3 separate regions of the Mus musculus genome follow, and all the other regions are linked to region 1. Evidence: chromatin contacts called from public HiChIP or PLAC-seq data. All regions are on one chromosome and are shown on one strand. Each heading gives the region's core, a stretch centred on a gene start, on an enhancer-like site or on the middle of the called end of the contact. The rest is flanking DNA. Distances are from core to core; before and after follow the strand shown.

Region 1 (4,750 bases), core at 194-2,693:
ACAGCTTCTCAGATCTCCTTTGTAATAAGTATGGTATTAAGGTGTAGACAAGTCCCAAGGCTAAGTGTCACATAATAATCCTCACATGGTGTGTTTACCAGGAACCAGAAGATACAACAATGTTCAAACTGAAGAGCTCTGAACCTTCTTAGCTCCGCCTTCTCCTCTTCCCCCTGAATCACACTTCACTAAGTTCTTGGTCACAACCATCCTTGTACATGTTTAGCATATTTAAAGAAAAATGGAATATAGAGGTGGGGTTGCTGAGGGTGAAACTCAGTGTCAAGGCAGGTCCTTAGCATAAGTAAGGCCCTGGGTTTAATGATCCAGCAAGGACCAAGGGAAGGAAGGAAGGTAGGAAGGAAGGAAGGAAGGAAGGAAGAAGGGAGAATGGAAGAGCGGCTTGAATATCAGATCGTTCTGAAGAAAATGACAGTTGTCACGGATGCAGGGCTGTGCTGATGTTAATTGTCAACTTGACTTCTAGGAAACAGGCCTTGGTTTATCTGTTAGAGACTGTCTAGGTTGAGGTTAGCTTTAGATAATGCCTGTGAGGGAATTCTTTGATTGTGTTGGTCGGTGTAGAGCTCCGAGAGGAGAAAATCAATATTGGCATTATTGATAAAGGAGGCTAGACATCATTATCTCAAAACAATCCTATCGTCCTCGGTAAACACTGAGGGAGCCTGGAGCAGAGAAACTTTTCCCCAGTTGGATGTTGCCTGGGCTTCTGCCAACGCTTCCTACGCGGAAAGAGGAGATTCAACTGATGAATACAGAAAGAAAATGTCTAAAAGCCAAAGACATTGTGACTTTTGTGGCAGTTGCATTATTTTTTGTTTTTATTTTTTTCATTTTTTGATATTTAAAATATGTTTACAACAAGGAGATCTGTTATTTACCTCTTGCCGATCTGTTCCTAGGCTTGAGAATGTGTTACACACTGATACAGCTAAAGCACTATACCTACCTAGTTTTTATGTCTCCTCCTTCTTCGTTTAAGCTAAACAACTTGTATGTCAGAGGAATAAAGACGTTTCTGAACAATTTATGGGCTTGAGAACTGGACTCAGTATCCAGATTTCCATACGAAGAAGAGTTGAGGTTAGCATCGCTGTGTACCAAGACTGGACAGATGTGTAATCATGGGCATGGCAGGGCTGGACAGGAACATAGCCTCGTTCCTGGGTTTTCTGCCCTCCTTCAGATGGTGTAGGGAATAAAGAAACCGGATCCATGAATTGCAATTAACGTCCTGTGTTAAATAAAACAGTCAAATAAATAGTTCTCAGAGCATGCTGTCCTGCTGGACAGGCATCTCTTGAGCCACTGGGGTGGCTGCCAGTGAGTGGCTAGTTGGAGCGCCAGCTAGGAGTTACTGTTCTCCTCAGGCACTCAGACACCAGGAGCCACGTTGGGTGTTGGCTTTCTCCAGCCAGCGAGCGAGCGCTATCTCGCTTAGTCAGACTGCCCTCTGTACTAGATGAAGCGGAGAGGGAATTCCTAGCCACCCACTCACTGGGAGCCACAAAACCCGACTCATCCTGGGGGCCTTGGGGGTGGAAGGACCACAGCTCCTCTTACTTACCTGAGCACAGTAGCCGACTATCAGGAGACTGCCTCTGGCCTTCACACATTGCCCCACTGTTTACACAGCTGATGGAAGTTTACCCTCATTGAGGAATTTGGCTCTAGAGGATTCCCCTTAAAATTCCCAAAGGGCCTATTCACCCTGTCACACCTACACAGATGCCTGTGGAGATAGCGACAGCGGGGTTCGTTTCTAACTTCCTCTGCACAGGACTGGAATTCTACACGTTTATTTAAAAGGAGGGGGGTTGGAACAGCACTAAGGGGGGACTACACACCCCAGCATTATAGGAGGTATTTTCGAGAAGGATTTTCAGCAAAGTCAACAACTCCCTTGTCCTACCACTCAGACATTCCTTGGCTTCATCCAACAGCCTAAACTCTGCCCTCCTTCCTCTCCTCACAGGCACCACGCTGAGCCAGATGAGTCTCCCAGCAGCTCCGAACCTTTCAAAAGCAGAGAAAGAAACACTCAAGGAGAAGCAAGAAACAGGGGCTGGAAATTCTTCACCTTTAATAATGTAGAGGCCGCTGGCCCGCTCTTTGCAGAAGAAAACACCTCGCCCGTGGTTTAACCATGATACAGCACAGGCATCAGACTGACTCGGAGTTTCTTGAAGTCTTTTATGCTTTTTCTTTCCAGAGAAGGATCAGTTTCTACTCTTTGCTAAGTTGCTAAGAAGTGTTGAAAATGGCAGCTCACTATTAATTTTCCCGTCTCTCCTTGCTGACTGGCAGCCGGGCTTGGCAGCAGGAAGGCCTGCTTTTGCTAGCAGTGAATGCCCCTTTCACTGGGCAGCGGCTCAGGGAACAGCCCTGCATTTGAGAAGGAGGCACACACAAGATGTAACTATATCCAGAATGGTCCCTTTCTTAATTTCCTTCCCTTACCCTAGGTCCCCCCTAGTCTAAATAATGAATGATATTATGTTGCTAAATAAATTTCACTCAAGTACATTCAATGCAAAGGATATTTTTTAAAGGAGGGGAGCAGATGCAATGTGTCCTCTTGTGTGTCTCCCACTTGCCTGTTTCTAAGGAGACAAGAGTATCGTCTCAAGTTCAAGGGCTTAGGTTTTGTTTTTGGTTTTCTTTTTAAAGAATTATTTATTTATTATATGTAAGTACACTGTAGCTGTCTTCAGACACTCCAGAGAAGGCATCAGATCTCATTATGGATGGTTGTGAGCCACCATGTGGTTGCTGGGATTTGAACTTAGGACCTTTAGAAGAACAGTCAGTGCTCTTAAACGCTGAGCCATCTCTCCAGCCCAGGCCTTAGGTTTTTGTGACAAATTAGTTTGACCAATTCTGCTAAATGAACAGTCATGCCACTTTGATCAAATCTCTTTTCTTTCAATGTCCTTATTTATATAGTTTATAAAATAAGAAAATTACTCCGGAGAGTTCTGCTTTCGAGAATAAAATATAACCATCTTGTCAGTTACAATCGTAGTCATGGGGAGCATGGGTTCCTCACAGAGGGGAGAGTTCAGCTTTCCTTTGCTTGTGTCTGTAACCCAAAAAATGCCCTTAGCAGATGTCGCAAATGTGATGTTGCATATCGAAGTCTCTAGAACTGTGAGCCAATACATTGGTGTTCGCTGCAAGCTGCCCAGGCTGGGGTTTTCTGTCACAGCTGAGTAAGGCATTGTGGCTGGCTCCTCCTTCTCAATACTGTTAGACTGGAGGCAAACCATGCGAAACAGAGAGTAGAGATAAAAGCCATATACAGAGAGTTCTAAACTGTTAGTGAACCAGAAACAAGTGAAAGTCAATATAGTCCTCTAAGGAAAAAAAAAAAAAAAACAGGAAAAGAATCTACGCATAGTACAGCGCATGATCATTTGTAGGAGGTGGGGAAATATTCTTTTTCAAATACTTGATAACAAGTGGGCTTTACTTGAGAAATAAATCCAGAAAACAAGAGTTAAACTAGAAGATGCATTTATACAACAGAGAATGTCTTCTTTTGGAGAGTCATAATTAAACACTTATGCATTAAAAGCTCTAAGAAAGCCTGCAGGGCACTGGATCACGCACAGTTACATAGGTTCTTGTGATGCCCAAAATTAACCTGCAAGCCCCACCTGCCCAGGAACCAGGTAACTTCCTGGATGCTGGGAGTTGTAGTTCTTGGAAAACAACAAAGCCTCATGGGAAAATACGGTGGCCTAGAGGTTTGCCCTTATAAGCCCCCACAACACGTGACTTGAGGCCATTCTCAGTTGGGAAATTCCAGAGAATGGTCCTGACCAAAGTTCATCCCTTGGTCAGTATTAATATTTCATAAAGATTGCTTTAGATTTGGCCCAAAATGATGGAGCTGATTTTTTTTCTGGTGAATCTCACGACTATCAGTTCTCATCAAGGAAACCTAACTCATTTTGTGTAGCTGAAAGCGCCCTAAAATACCAGGGCATTTAACCTCATCTACACACAAATGTTTTTGGAATTAGTTCCCTACAACACACTTAGGTTACGGCTCAGTTAAGCAGTATCTGTGGTGTGGAACTCTATGAAAAGTGACTTAGCATCTTCCAAAACCGTTCTGTGCTAACGGTGGCTGTACCGTTAAGAGTTATCAAACTTTGTCGCCACCAGAATCTTCTAGAAGACTTGTTAACTGAAGATTGCTGAGCCTCATGCCAAGGCTTCTTATCCAGCAAATTAGGAAGGAGAGCATCCACACAGTGGCAGTCCTGCTCACGCGCCCAAGGTACTATAATGGCTTAACTTCTGTTTCCACACCCAGACCCTAACCTTAGCTCACAACTGTCTGTAACTCCCGTCCCAGAGGACCTGGTGCGTCTTTCTGGCCCTTGTGGACACCAGTCACATATGTGGTACATTGACATTCATATAGGCAAAATAGAAAATAAGATAATATATATTTTTAAAATTATCATTTTCATATATGCATCACCTTAGAAATTTAGAACTGAAATCTAGAGAGGCACAGTGTCTTCTTATGGTTACAGTAAATCAAGATATTATACTCGGGAGGATGTGAAATGTGATATACTGTCAGACCTTTATTTAATAAGCCCAGAGAAGGACCCAAGCAAGTAACAGAAAGGTGGGATTTATTTGGTGGTTTTTCTTGAAGTCGGGTGTCCTATTCAGACCCAGGGAGAGCTCACACATCTGCTCCCACCTA
Region 2 (5,005 bases), core at 2,181-4,680, 130 kb before region 1:
AACCTTTGAAATACAAAGTAAGTAGAGTAATATACATGTTATTTACATCAAATTACAGAGAGAGTAAATGTCATAAACTGTGAGGATACAGAAATAATATACATATCTGGACAAAATGTATTTTTAAAATTATTTTTTTGAGTTAGCAAGATGGCTCAGTGGGGAAAGGGGGCTTGCTGTCAAAGTTGTTCACCATTCACCCGAGTCCTGGGGATTCCCGTGATGGAAAGAGAAAATCAACTTCTGAAAGCTGACCTTTGACCTCCATAAGTCCCATGGAACACAGTCACAAAATAAATACATGAAGTGTAATAAGATTTTTTTTAAAACCTGATTTTAGCTATGTCCACTGCTTCTCCTGAGAAGTGACCTGGAAGTCGGGGTGACAGTTACCTGTTTCCTCTTCCCTAGAGGAGCCTCAGCCACAGCCTAGATCTGCTATCTGGCATTACTGGGACCCGGGATAAAGATAAGGTTACATTTTACAGAAGAACTTCATCGGAAGAAGCCACAGATGTCTCCTCTTGAAGTACTTGGAAACATCCCACCACAATGACCTTTCTAAGATAAGCTGCTGCTCTCTGAGATACGAGAAAGCAAGGTGTCACCTTTGTTGTCTCTATGATGCTATCTGTGACTTTTAATGTAGAGTGTCTGGACCTAATACAGAGTCTCACTGGCCCAGACATCATGAAAGGGATACAACTCCCTGGATGCTATGCAGCCAAATGGTTGGGTTTGTGTGTTTTGGAATTGAATGACTTGGTTCAAATCCTATACTCTGATTGCCTAGCCGACCATGCAACCTACTTATACTCAAAGCCTCAGTTTCTTCAATGTAGGATTCACATTAAAAACTGAGATGGTAAACACATTGTATGTAAGGTGCTCGGAGGCTGGGGATGTAGCTCAGTGACAGAGCATGATTCCTGCCCAGCCAATGTTCATCAGATGTTCATTACTTACTATTGCGTCTTTAACTAGGAGTCTCAGACAATCCACACAAAACTTCAGAACATCAAATGTGCATTGCCTTCATCTGCTGGCTTACACACTCACTCAGTAGACAGATGTGGGCTGATGGCTGGTGCTGTGTGGGGCTCTGTGTTGGACGCTGCATGAAATCCTCTTCTTGGAACCACCTTTACTGAGACTGTGGCTCAGTGCTCAGACCAATGGCTCCATCTCATTGGCTTCCTTACTGTTTAGTGTGTGCAGGTTTGTCCCTGTGTGTACCAAAGAGAAGATGTATGCTTGTGTGAAGTGAATAGTTGAGGCAAGGCTGAGTGTGTGACACAACCCCACTCAGATGAATTCCCTGAGCTCATACTCTGAAGGAATCAGCCACGCTCCCACAACAGGAATGGAAGTGGGAGGGAATTTCAGGCACTGGGATGGCAATTAGTAAAATATCCCAAACTGCCTTACAATGATGGCATATAATTCAGCAACAGTGAAAAGAACGTGTAGTCAAACTTGACACCTCTAGAAGACCTCTTTTTTTAAAAAATGATCTGATTTATTTTTATTTCATATGCATTAGTGTTTTGCCTGCACATATGTCTGTGTGAGGGTATTGGATACCCTAGAACTGGAGTTATAGACAGCTTCGAAGTACCATGTGGATGCTGGGAATTGAACTAGGTTTCCCCCCAGAAGATCTCTTATGAACATCTTTATTACTTATAGAAGAAGAAACTCAAGTTGATTTTCTATGAATTCTACAGAAAGAAAAGACCATGTCCTCCTGACATATTCTTACCTCATGCCCACAACTGTCCCAAGATGGAGAAACGCCAAGGTCTACTTCCCTAGCACAGCCTCATCTTCAAGCACAGCAAGCTAACTTAACGGCCCAGTGACGCCTTCCTCTGTTGAGCTGCCACAAGGCTTCCCACACAGGGCTCTGGGAACAGTCAGGCAGAGGATGCTCTGATGAGCAGGGACAACAACAGAGTCTGTCTCCTATTTGTGAAGGGAAGCTGCCTGCCAAGCCATCCAGCATGAGTGTGGCTGACCCACGAGGTTGAACATTTCTCTGCACAAAGGACCAGAGAGATGGGGCCCCTGCCTCCCGTTATTATGTGTACTCGGGGTTTTTTGTTTTGTTTTTGTTTTTGGAGGGAGAGGAAAGGAAGACATAAAAGAGTAGAAGATTTGACATATCCTGGCTCTACTGCTTCTCAACTTGCTTCTAATCGATCCTGAGCCGCTTTTGGATTCAAGAGATGTGTTATTTTCTGCTACAGGGAGCACAAAGTCCAGTAGTCTTGTTACAATATGCATTTTTTTTAAATTGGCCTTTGCCTCCAGTTGCTGGCACAGAGCTCCTAAGGACCCTGGGATTTCCTGAGTGATAAGTATGTCTGTTGTTATTCATAACAAGCCTCCTTCCATAGCACTTGAATTTATAACAGGCAGAATGGAGGGGGTGGGGCTAGACAGCTTCCAAATGCAGTTGGTCAGAAGACCAGAGGATTGTAGGCTTGGAATGTGGAGACTCACCCAGTGATCTCCAGGAAAAGGGTGGTGGTAGCTAGAGATTGTGTTCTGTAACAAACATTCAGTGATAAGATTTGGTGAGTTTCAGGGTTAGTGAACAGACGGAGGTACTGGGAGGACAGTGTGTCAGGAAAAACATGGACTTCTGGCTCACTCATATACTGTTCTACACGTCAGTTTTCCCCTAGCTATTCCTATGTTCTATCCTTGCTCATGAATTGATAAGTTTAAGCATAAATCCTGTGATTTAGTCTAACAAATTATCAAATGCCAAGTAGGTGGTCACGGAAACCATGTAAGAAGTGATCAACAAGTGGAGTGGGGGCAGACCCGAGGGACCGCACCCTTCTTCTATGGAATCTGAAGTTCCCTCTAGGCAGTGTCTTGATGTAAACATGAGGATGGAAACTATCAGTATGGAGAGTATCCAGGACTGCCACTGGAGCCTCAGGGCAAAGTCTTGGCTTAGGGAGTCTCAGAGACCGGACTGGTCAAGTAAAGAGATGAGTAATGGCAAAAAATAGGGAAAGGAGATGGGACAATATGCCACACGCTATGGCACATGATATGGCAGACGATATTGCACACAGTTTGGCATATGATGATATGGCACACAGTATGACCCCCACACTATGGCACATGATATGGCAGACGATATGGCACATACTATGGCACATGATATGGCACACAATGATATGGTACATGATATGGCACACAGTATGGCACATGATGATATGGCACACAGTATGGCACACTGGGGCCAGGAAGTGCATAGTGGGGCTTAGTGACTCAAGTGCATCTTCAAGGAACTGCTATGGGATTTGGGCTGGAATACATTTAGAACTGGGGCAGGGGCAAGAACTGTGCATAACCAGACAGTCTTCCTATCCTGGTTCTTCAGGGAGTGGCCCTGCTCCAGGATGTAGCCTTACCACTATGACAATTACCCTCACTTTGAGGAGTGGTCCGTCTGCTACCTGAGGCTTGCAGAGGTCAGGCAGGTAGGGTTGGTTCCTTGTCAGAAAGGTCTGACCCGCCGTTCCTAGAATCCAAGGTGACTGCAGGTTTAGGACAGTAACTGGAGAACTTCAGGTGACATTTAGGGGACTGGAACAGGACACTGTTAATACTGCTGATGAGTTAAAGAAAGAGATACAGAGCAAAGGCAGAGATGTCCAGCTTCTGTCCTCTTTTTACTTACTTTTCTGGTTTAGGGGAAGCATCAGTGCTTTGTAGCTAAGGCAGTTTTGAAGTGCAGATTACAGTATTCACTACGAATATAGAACTTCTAACTAGAAATGGACCCAGAAGACAAACTTACAAGTTGACAAGGAGGAGGGGTCTTCATTTAAAATATCCTAAATCACTGCTGGGTGTGGTGTCGCATGCTTTTAATTCAGCCCTACTGTGGAAGTAGAGACAGGTGAGTTTCTGTGAGTTCAAAGCCAAACTGATCTACATAGTTCTAGGGCATGGACTCAGTCTCAATAAAATAAATAATTCTAAAACCAAAGTTGTTCTATTTGTTAGTTTCATAGATGAAATTATGCTGTTTTAGTACCTGGGCATACCATTCAGAGTTAGGTCACCTTGGCCTAACTCTGGCGGCTGAGTCGCCGAGGTCAATTCCACTGAGACTGTCACTGTGTCAATCTGTTAAATGGAACAGTTGGACATGGTGGCCTCCCTTCATCTTTGTGTATGTGCTGGAATGGAGTCAAAGGATTTCCCCCAATCCTGGACACTGAAAAAACTTGGGCCTTATATTGCTGTATCTCAGCCACTTCACAATAAAGCCTTAGGTTTACTAGAACTGTTTATCAAAATAAAATAAAATAAAATAAAATAAAATAAAATAAAATAAAATAAAATAAAATAAAATAAAACAATCCAAGAAGACTGCTGGGAAAACGTAGTCTACTCTTCCCTAAATTACAAAATGTGCACCTGAATTCAGAGGGCTCACAAGCAGTAACCTTGAATTCAGAGAGTCACTCCAAGCGTGAAAACATACTAGGTGCTGCTGCTTACACCAGCATACGCTGTCCTCGTGGGTCTGCAGGAAGAGAAGCCACACAACTTCGTGTGGAGATCTCTCTTCTCCTCAGTAATGTTCCTGGAGGGTTGGAACAATACCTGACCCTTGATGAGATGGCCTAAGGTTAGGGACCCCCTATAAAACACCTTCCCAGAGAAAGAACCACAGCAAACAGAGACCAGAGGAAAGACATAGAGGATGTGGGGGGCAGGGACGTGGGTTTGTACTGGGAAGAACATGGTGGGTACCAAAGCAGGACAACGGACTTCAAGTCTGTCCGGTGAGGCTTTTACTGAGACAGGCATGAAAACTGGGCTGGGGATATAGGTGGAAGGCTCACCTAGCATGAACGAAGCCCAGGGTTCAAGCCCTAGTACCATGTAAAATGGATATGGTGTATATATCTGAAGTCCCAGCACTCTGGAGGTAGAAGTAAGAGAATCAGAAGATCAAGGACACTTTCAG
Region 3 (4,313 bases), core at 385-2,884, 210 kb before region 1:
GGCATCCTGAAATGCTGAGCTCAATGGCTTGTTTTGATTCTTTTTCATAAGCCCCTGAGGGTTTTGAGGATCGGGACTATATGATCGGCAGGCAGAGATGGCTTTGGTCTTGTTCACTTCACTGCAAATGAACTCAATTGTTCTGTAGAAAAGACTCCAGTTCTTTCCTCTCCTGATTCTCCTGCTAGACAACATGTCGGAGGCATCTCTCTGGATGGGGTGGGCCAGGAAGAACTGTCCATTTTTCTCTGACACTTTTGCTTGGTTGCTGAGGACTAAGGGCATCCATCCGTAGACTCAAGGATCTTTAGCTTGCCAGCAGGGAGGGTCACTCAGGGATGTGTCAGTTCTCTTACAGGAGCCGTCCTCTCAAAGAGCAGCCTCCGTCCCACAGAAGGGGTTGCGTGGACCCTCATCTTTGGAGCACACTCACCCCTCAGCATCAGATGTGCTGGGCCAGCGTGAGGGACACTCATGTCCTGCCCTTCCTCTGGAAGGCAAACCTCACCTGGGGAGCTGTGAGGTCCCAAGAGAGCCCTGTTCCTTACTCTGTCATGTGGCACTGGGGTTCTGTCGCATGAACTGAGAGTGGGGGGGGAAGGGTGTGGTGTTGGTTCAAATACCACACTTGCCTACAGACCTCACCGAATTAGCCTGCCTGCTTGCCTGCCTTCCTTCCTTCCTTCCTTCCTTCCTTCCTTCCTTCCTTCCTTCCTTCCTTCCTTCCTTCCTTCCTCCCTCCCTCCCTTCCTTTCTTCCTTCCTTCCTTTTTCCCTTTCCTGCCCTCTCTCTTCCCTCTCTTCTTCCTTCCCTCCATCCCCTCCTTTCTTCACTGAAGGTCAAACCCAGGGCTGAACACACTAGGCAAGCCCTGTAGAGCTGAAGGAACACATGCTGTATCCAATCCATGACCACGATGAGTGACTCAAGTGTGGTGTCCTCTTTGGAAGCAGTTCTCACCATTTCCCCATCAGAAGCAGATTCTTATAATGCAAACTGAGTGTGGAGGCCTCAGTATTGTCATCTGCTACATGAAGACCGTGTGTGTCTGACTGTGAGTCCGAGGTGATAGAGTGGAATGGAAAGCCACCCGGAGCCTAATTGTAGACTCTTGGGTGGTAAAGGAACACCTTACCTACCCTGCTGTCCATGCTGTCCGTTCCCAGGGTTGCTGGCTGGAACAGTCTCTCTGCCACCACACCACTCTTGCTCATGGTCCATGAACACCCCAACGATAGGAACCTCACTGATCTTAAACTATTATCCCCGTGAGCAATATGACCAAATAAAATGCAAACATCTAGGGCTAGATGTCAACACAGAAGGTCAGAATTTTAAACAACATTGTGTGACCAGAAAGTCCCGGGAACAGCTGCAAAATGGCAACTTGATGTTTGGGACCAAGTGCTCACATGGTGTGTCTAAGTTTAGAATCAACACAGTGTCTATTAAAGAGGGCCTGGACCGGCAGGTCTGGGACGTGATGATCTTTCACTCCGAGGCCGCCTGCGGCTGATTTGGATCCAATAATTTTCTGATACTGAGTGAAGGAGAGCCTGGCCACAGCACATGCCTCCAGCTCAGAAATGTGCCAGGAATTAGGATTTAAATGCCAGCTCTGTGAGACAGCACTGGCATTGCGCCACCCCACCCCCACCCCTCTCTGACCTGCTGTAACTCTTCACCACGGGCTCTGTGCAGATATACTCTGACCTCTCCAGCTCCCTCCTGGGTATCTCAGCCAGCTCCTTGTTGGGGGACGCTGACCTTGTGAATCCTCACCTGGGCCCCATCAGAAGCATCTCCAAGCCAACGGGTCAGCAGCAGATCAGAGCGAAACAAGAAAGGGACTGATGTGTGTCTTCTCAGCTTGGGGCCTGCTCTGGCAAGTTCCAGACGCACCTTCTTGTCTTAGTCTTAGAGGCACAATCTGCCATCCTAGCCCCGGTGAGCCAAGGAGTGTTGTGACGGCTGGGTTTGCGGCGTCTCACTCAGCCCCTGCATGGAGGTTTAGCATTGAGGCCTCTGAATGAGCTGTTGGCTCTGCTCTCTTCCAAGTGTCAGTGAATTCTGTTTCCTGCTGGAATCCTCTCTAAAGTTTTACCCTGTTTATCATTAACTTTTAAATTAATTTATTTAAGAGACGGGCTCTAATTGTGATGCCCAGGCTGGCCTGGGACTCATGGTGATCTTCTGCCCCCAGTTCCTGGGTGCTGGGGTTACAAGTGGGAGAGATGGCACTCGGCTCCCATTGCCATCTAGCCCTGGTAACAGCTTCTGTCTTCCCATTATTTTTTAGGCTGAAAGAAAACACGAGAGAGAGAGGGGGGGGCCTGGTGTTTCTCTCCTAGTATTAGTCCTAGGGAACTTCACACACTCATCTGGGTCCCCAGTCAACAAAATAGATGACTTTGTTCACATCCTGTCCTGGAATTTTGAGCCTCTGTTGGGTGCGTGAATCAGTGTTTGTTCCACAAGTTCCTTCCAGAAGTAATAAAACTAACATTTCTACAGAGCTGAGCTCTTGCTTGGAATAGAACTTGTTTGCTGTCAGAGCTTTTCTGTGGAATCCATGTAGAATAAGCAGTTATTGTACTTTGCTGGGATACAGGGTGTTTCAACACCTAGCATGTAGTATTCTGATTGTATTTGGGGGGAACTTGCCTCTTAGGGTTTATCAAATTTCAATCAATAAGCTTCTTTGTCCATGTAGAGGTACATAACTTTATGTTTCAAGAGAAATGGTTAATGGACCAGTTGAGGATGTGGGTTAAGAGGTACAAAGTTCAGATACATGTGATGATTGAGTTCTAGAGGCTTAATATATAGCCATAGGGTCAAAACTAACATCAGCCAAAGGGTGACAGCCAACATCAGACATAGGAGGAGCACAGCTAACAGCAGACATAGGAGGAGCACAGCTAACAGCAGACATAGGAGCACAGCTAACAGCAGACATAGGAGCACAGCTAACAGCAGACATAGGAGGAGCACAGCTATCAGCAGACATAGGAGGAGCACAGCTAACAGCAGACATAGGAGGAGCACAGCTAACAGCAGACATAGGAGGAGCACAGCTAACAGCAGACATAGGAGCACAGTCAACAGCACTGCACTGCATACTTAAAATCTTTTTTTTTTTTTTTTGGTTTTTTAAGACAGGGATTCTCTGTACAGCCCTGGCTGTCCTGGAACTCACTTTGTAGACCAGGCTAGCCTCCAACTCAGAAATTCACCTGCCTCTGCCTCCCAAGTGCTAGGATTAAAGGCGTGTGCCACTACTGCCCGGCTTAAAATCTTGAAATAAATGAACAATTTTTAACATTCTACACACAAAAATGTCAACTATAATTATGCAATTATTTTATAATTTATATGTACTTCAAAATGCCAAGTTTCAATAGGCCATTTACATTTATGTACTTTATCTCAAATTAAGAAAAAAAAAAGACCGGGCTAGGGAAAAAGCGAACTGCCTTTGTGGCACCATTTTAACACGTTGAAGCTTTGTCCTCACTCAAAATAAAGCAACCGAAGCCTCTGTGCATAAATAGAGGGGCTTTCCAACACCTAGCAATGCCATGGCCTGCAGGCCATGTCACAAGTCAGCCCAGGCAGCGCTCTCCCGAGTGTCTCGCTGGCATGGTCCCATGAGTCTACTGTGTTTATTTATAGTGGCAGTAGCATATTTGGCAGCTCAATGGTCTCTAACGGCCGATAACCCCAGATACCATGTGCTAAAAGTAACCCAGCTCCCACTACACTAGAAATAAGTGTTTGGGGAGGGAAGAAGATAGGAACATTCCAACTTTTCTAACGGGATAGGTGGATGGAGCAGCTCCATCACACGCCGAGGACACCTGTAAACTCACGGTGGAAGCTGCCAGGCCACGGTGGCAATCAGTGATGAAAATCCCCAGTTATTTCTGGAGTGGTTGATTGATGTTTCAAATAGAAGTTGATGTTTTGAAAGGATCCAAGCATACGGTGATAGGAGTTAATGAGGATAATGATGATGCTAATGATATTTACATTATTCCTTCTTTCCAAAGACTCTCCCAGCTCCTTTATCTCATTTGTGCTGAAAATGTCCCTTTGGAGTTGAGAGGCAGATGTTAGTAATCTTTTTTATTTTTATTTTTTTGGGGGGGGGGCGGGGCAAATAGAGGAAGAGTTGATTGCCTGGCTGTCAGGCTCCACTCAGAAGGTGAGTAGAATGAACGGAACTTGGGGAAATCAAACAGAGAGAAACGCCAATGTTTTTCAGTTTCCAGCCGCCCCTTACAATGATGCCAGGTCAAGCCTCACTATCA

The links. HiChIP or PLAC-seq counts read pairs in DNA pulled down with a chosen protein or histone mark.
Region 2: a contact with region 1 is called in an H3K27ac HiChIP or PLAC-seq map of extraembryonic endoderm stem cells. The contact joins two enhancer-like sites. A contact is called at or near these places in 1 of 115 datasets of contacts at active chromatin or transcription factors (extraembryonic endoderm stem cells) and 2 of 9 other capture datasets (adipose tissue and embryonic stem cells).
Region 3: a CTCF HiChIP or PLAC-seq map of the NIH/3T3 cell line shows a contact between it and region 1, with 11 read pairs. The contact joins two enhancer-like sites. A contact is called at or near these places in 1 of 15 datasets of contacts at CTCF or cohesin (the NIH/3T3 cell line), 3 of 484 Hi-C or Micro-C datasets (embryonic fibroblasts and pancreatic cancer cells) and 7 of 115 datasets of contacts at active chromatin or transcription factors (the NIH/3T3 cell line, astrocytes, embryonic basal ganglia and 3 more).

What each region holds. Positions count from the first base shown.
Region 1 is chr3:145,682,009-145,686,758 of GRCm38.p6, reverse strand. No RefSeq gene overlaps it. Among named protein-coding and RNA genes, the nearest start is that of Gm17501, 34 kb to the right of the region's middle. Within about 2 kb of position 1,443, at least 113 of the 459 cell types and tissues checked have an H3K27ac peak or open chromatin away from gene starts, as enhancers often do. A contact at or near this core is called in the NIH/3T3 cell line, astrocytes and extraembryonic endoderm stem cells, where this site is marked.
Region 2 is chr3:145,814,421-145,819,425 of GRCm38.p6, reverse strand. All of the region lies in intron 1 of Ddah1 (dimethylarginine dimethylaminohydrolase 1), which reads right to left. Among named protein-coding and RNA genes, the nearest start is that of Ddah1, 58 kb to the right of the region's middle. Within about 2 kb of position 3,430, at least 20 of the 459 cell types and tissues checked have an H3K27ac peak or open chromatin away from gene starts, as enhancers often do. A contact at or near this core is called in extraembryonic endoderm stem cells, where this site is marked.
Region 3 is chr3:145,897,297-145,901,609 of GRCm38.p6, reverse strand. No RefSeq gene overlaps it. Among named protein-coding and RNA genes, the nearest start is that of Gm35187, 8.8 kb to the right of the region's middle. Within about 2 kb of position 1,634, at least 18 of the 459 cell types and tissues checked have an H3K27ac peak or open chromatin away from gene starts, as enhancers often do. A contact at or near this core is called in the NIH/3T3 cell line and astrocytes, where this site is marked.